Regions from separate parts of the Salmo salar genome. Here region 1 is linked to region 2. A link is a contact called in public Hi-C data. All regions are on one chromosome and are shown on one strand. The core of a region is the stretch at or near the end of the contact, and the rest is flanking DNA. Distances in the headings are between cores, read along the strand shown. Region 1 holds the start of atp5if1a (ATP synthase inhibitory factor subunit 1a). Region 2 holds the start of LOC106588187 (regulation of nuclear pre-mRNA domain-containing protein 2).

What was found. A called contact is a pair of places that touch in the nucleus more often than the background predicts.
Region 1: a Hi-C map of muscle shows a contact between it and region 2, with 9 times the contacts expected there. The contact joins the promoter of atp5if1a here to the promoter of LOC106588187 in region 2. A contact is called at or near these places in 2 of 3 Hi-C or Micro-C datasets (gill and muscle).

Annotation. Positions count from the first base shown.
Region 1 is chrssa27:2,071,228-2,073,927 of Ssal_v3.1, forward strand. It overlaps atp5if1a (ATP synthase inhibitory factor subunit 1a), which reads right to left and starts at 1,292. Exons shown (of 3, transcript XM_014176940.2): 1 at 1,089-1,292; 2 at 462-574; 3 at 1-38. The coding sequence starts at 1,160.
Region 2 is chrssa27:1,831,940-1,834,639 of Ssal_v3.1, forward strand. It overlaps LOC106588187 (regulation of nuclear pre-mRNA domain-containing protein 2), which reads left to right and starts at 1,399. Exons shown (of 13, transcript XR_001324603.2): 1 at 1,399-1,814.

The DNA of each region.
Region 1 (2,700 bases), core at 42-2,541, 240 kb after region 2:
GCTTCCGTAGGGCAGACAACTGCTCCTTCTCCTTCTGACTGAGGAGCAAGAGGGAGAGAAAAGTGTGGATGATTTCTCTAATGAGGCAAAAATGAAACCAGGGGTGTATTAATTATGCCCATTATGTTGCAAAATGTTTTGCAACAGAAACAATTTACTCAAAACGGAAACCGTTTTCCAACGAGAACAATAGTTTATATTGGACAAATTTAGGTAGGCCCCTCCGAGTTTCATCCCGTTTCATTCATAAATGGTAAACGGTTTCCGTTGCAAGACGACATGAAAACACCCCTGTGTTGCGTTCATGTGGACTTAACATGAGGCATATACTATGATCAGACATTGTCCACTGGAGTCAAAAGGCAAGAGCTGTGCATACCTTCCTCCAAAATGGATAGCCTGGTTCATAAGCGTAGTAGTAATATGTCTGGTCATCCAGGTTACAAAAATAATCCACTTACCGAAAATAACGCTCCTCCTCTGCAGCCTGCCTCTTTCCAAAGGCACCACCTGCCTCCCTCACCGAGCCTCCTCCACCACCTCCCTTTCCTGCTCCTTTGCCCAGCTCACCCAGCTAGAGAGGGAGAGATATCATAAATCACAGGCGGAATCTGAACTCGGGTCTCCCACGGGAAAAAAACAAACATGTCACTATCTGACGTCAGGTCGAATATCTGACCACATCACATACCTGAATATATATTATGGAAAGAGAGCATTGGGTTAAATGTAACAACATAGCCTTTCTTAGACATCATCCATGGTTGGACTACGCCTTCATGGTGGTCCTACCATCCTAAACATTCCAAATCCCCTTTATTATTTCCTGACAAAACATATACAACACTGCCACCTACTGAGTTACTTACTACAGTTCAAGATAGCTGTCTCGGCTGGTCTACAAGTTAACCAAAACAATGAAACGGAAACATGATCAAACGTTTGTAATATAAAATGGATCAATAGAAGACAAACAGTACAATGATTCATTCGAGGAAAATCGCTACTTACTAGCTATGGGAACAGCAAATAAATTAACGAGCAAGCTATACAAAACAACACCACTGTCAGTGCGTCATTACATTTACCTGGTCGGATGTCATCCTGAATTGGGTGGCAAAGAAGCCCCGAAAATTGGATCTTAATAGTAGCCTCGCCATTACAATTTCTCAACTACGCAGATTAACAGCCCCACTGCAGCAAAAGTACTTTCACATGCGGAAATGTGCAATTTCACTGTGTGGGCGTGGCTGGAAAAACGATTTGCTGCCATCTAGCGACAGTGTGGGGAATCTTTGTTTGAATCTTTTATTGATTTTTATTTTTATTTTTATTAAACAGTAACATGCGAAACATAAACAGAACAGCCAAACGGATTCCACAAATAAATAAGAGAAGAAAAAAAACAAATCCACATTATATCAATTCAAATACAGACGCGTAGCGAATACATTTTTTTTACATTTTCAAATCAAATCAAAGTTTATTTGTCACGTGCGCTGAATACAACAGGTGTAGACCTTACAGTGAAATGCTTAATTACAGGCTCTAACCAATAGTGCAAAAACGGTATTAGGTGAACAGTAGGTAAGTAAAGAAATAAAAACAACATTAAAAAGACAGTGAAAAATAACAGTAGCGAGGCTATAAAAGTAGCGAGGCTACATACAGACACCGATTAGTCTGGCTGATTGAGGTGGTATGTACATGTAGATATGGTTAAAGTGACTATGCATATATGATGAACAGAGAGTAGCAGTAGCGTAAAATAGGTGGTTGGCGGGTGGCACACAAAGCAGATAGTCCGGTTAGCAAATGTGCAGGAGCACTGGTTGTTCGGGCCGATTGAGGTAGTATGTACATTTTTATTATTATTATTATTTATTTATTTCGCCTTTATTTAACCAGGTAGGCTAGTTGAGAACAAGTTCTAATTTACAACTGCGACCTGGCCAAGATAAAGCAAAGCAGTGTGACGCAGACAACAACACAGAGTTACACATGGAATAACATGGAATAAACAATAAACAAGTCAATGACACAGTTGAAAAAAAGAATGTCTATATACAGTGTGACACTATACATGAATGTATAGTTTAGACTACGTTACCCAGCAGGCTATGCGGGTGGGCAGGTGGTTGAAGAATGCCTTGCATGGCTAAACAAGGAGTTTTCTTGCTGAAGTATATGTTCATTGAAAGTAGTTAAACCTACGCCCCGGTTTGTCATTATACAAGGAACAAGTGTCAGATTATCAGATTGGTAGTTGCAATGACGAGACAGAGAAAAGAAAGGAGTAATTCTGCAAATTTCCGCAATGAAAATTGAACATTCTACCACAAGTTAAGTGACGTGAGTAGTCGAAGACGCTAGCTTGCCAGAGCAAGGGCAACGAGCCACGGCAGCGAGAGCGAAGCTGCATTGGAATCTGTTGACGAGCGAGTTGATGAGCAACATAAGAGAAATTGACACTCTTTCTGTTATCCGTCATGAATAGGCTTGGTCCTCCTATTCCTATGCAGTTAACCGGCAATCTAGCTGACAATAGGAAATGTTTCAAGCAGAGATTCAATATCAACCTAGCAGTCAGTGGAGCAGGGGGAGATGATGACAAATTGAAGGCTTCCATTTTTCTCCATGTGAGAGAGAGGAGAGGATGCATTGGACATTTATAATAGCTTTCAGCAAGACGAGGCAAAC
Region 2 (2,700 bases), core at 149-2,648:
TTTACTCCAATGTTTGTAAACATTATAAATGTATACAACCACTGTATAGGGTATATTGCTTCAACTGTGGATATGCCCTTTAAAGCCTGAGCAAATATATATTATAACCCACTTGGTTAGAGCCTTGAATGCTGATTGGCTGAAAGCTGTGGTATCCCACGAATATGACAAAACATTTATTTTCACTGTTCTAATTATGTTGGTAACCAGTTGATAATAGCAATAAGTCACTTTGGGAGTTTGTGGTATATGGCCAATATACCGTGGCTAAGGGCTGTATCCAGGCACTTTGCGTTGCGTCTTGCCTAATAACAGCCCTTAGCCGTGGTATGGTATATTGGCCATATACCACACCTTCGGGCCTTATTGCTTAAGTATCCAGCTGCAGTCCTATAGCATGGCCTGTCACCAAAAGTGGCCTTTCACTAAAAACGTATATTATTACCTATACTATCTCCTTTCCTAGTTCCCTTTCCTCCTTTCCCTTCCTAGCTCAATTTCCTCCTTTCCTTTCCTAGTTCCTTTCTGATTTTCAATTCCTCCTTTCCTAACTCCCTTTCCTCCTTTCCTAGCTGCCTTTCCTTTCCTCTTTTCCTAGCTTCCTTTCCTAGTCAATTTTCTTCTTTCCTAACTCCCTTTTTTCATTTCCTAGACCCCTTTTCCTATATAAATGTTGTTCCTTTCCTAGCTCCCTTACCTCCTTTCCTAGATTCCTTTCCTCTTCTCCTAGCCCCCTTTCCATCTAGCTCATTTTCCTCCTGATTTTCTAGCTCCCTTTTCTTTCCTCCTTTGCTAGCTCCCTTTCCTTTCCTCCTTTGCTAGCTCCCTTTCCTTTCCTGACTTTTTTATTTAATTTTAAACACAATACAACCACACTGTACTGGATATAGTACAATGCCTTTAAAATCATCGAGGATGACACAAAAACTTTCATTTCCATCGTGGTCCTCTTTAAAATAAATGAAAACAAAATATACACAAGATTATAACATGAAAACAAAATACTAGAAAAAGAGGAAAAGAGCTAGGAAAAGAGGAAAGGAAGCTAGGCATGGAAGAAGTCAAAGGCAGTTAGGAAAGGATAGGTGGGAAGGGAGCTAGGAAAGCAAAGGAGTGGAGGAAAGGAAGAAAAGGATCAATGAAAGTATGCTAGGAAAGAAAGAAAGGAATTTTTAAAAAAGAGGAAAAGAAGATAGGAAAGAAGGAAATGGAGCTAGGATAGGAGGGAAGGGAGTTAGGAAAGTGATCTTGGAATGTAAAGGGGAAGAAAGAAAGATGCATGATTTTAGTGACAGGCCATGCTGAGCTGCAGCTATTTAGCCACATAGTGGCGCTACATTCACATTAAATCGTCTGTTTTGAATGAGTTTTCTAGTAACGACCAACCAACTCTATAATAATACATTCCTTTGTTGCACAAGTTGTTGAAATAAAACCAATGACATAATATACGTAATCGTTAGCAAGTACAGTAATAACTGAATGTACTGTTAAAACAATAGCAATTTACTAATGTGTACAGCCAGCGCGGCACCATTCCGCACAAGTGCACTCTTGACTAGGTTGATCACAACGCGCGACAGGCAAGAACCAGCTAGCTTGTCAGTTCAAGGCCTGGAGAATGGCTGCAGGGTCTGGCGCGTCAAGCGGCCACGGTCGTGGTTCGCCTGCGGCCCTAGAGTCAACTTTGGACCGACGGTTTCAAGGAGTGTCGAACACAATGGAATCAATTCAAGGACTATCAAATTGGTGTATCGAGAACAAGAAATACCACAGTCTTATCGTGCGTTACTGGATGAAATGGTTGAGGAAATGTGAGTTGCTAATCTTAGCTAGCTAACGTTAGCTGGTTTGCCTGGCTAGCTTAGCCAACTTTAGCTAGATAACTGTTAGCTAGCAACTTATATTAACAAATGCAGCTATGGTTACCGATTGTTGACACCATCTCATCTAGTTAGCTAGAATAACACGTGTGTGTTCGTGACATTGGTGCACAAGACAGGGATGTCATGTGAAACAAAAGCTAGTTTGTTAGGTAACGTTAGTTAACGCGGGTGTGCGGAAAATAGTACCCTGGAGCTTCTTAGCAAGCTAGGTAAATGCTGCCTTGCTAGCTAGGACTTGGAGTCCCAGCAAGACAAATGCTGTCACTACAAGCTGTTGACGTCTAACTAGCAAATGTTTGTTACAACGTATCTGGTCAGTTGTTGACAAACAATGGCTTTAGTTAACGAGTATTCTCCGCATAGATGTAACTTAGTGTAAAGCTTTTCGCTATAAATTCTACCCTGGAATAGGTTCTCCTGTTCAGACTTTCACATTCCTTGAAGCCATCCCTGGTTTTTGTCTGGATGGATGGCTACCTTTCTCTGTTCTTAGTGGTCTTGATGGGATGGAATTAGAATCACAATCATCAGTTTGAATTAGAAGATGTGTCCAAAACACTAAAATAATCAAGATACATGTTAGCCATTTCTCGAGCTAGTTAACTTGTTAGTAACTTTTATAAACATGTAGCTAGGCTAAGTGGTAACGTAACAAGTCAAACACTAGTTAACGTTATTGATGTTATTTCTCGTGTAACTTACTGTTTACTACATAGTAGTTATTACACACTAAATATAGGAACGTGTGAGGAGCAGACATGAGTAGGCTAACCTCTCATTTTGGGAGCTTCAGTTGTTGTAGGCCTATAGGAGG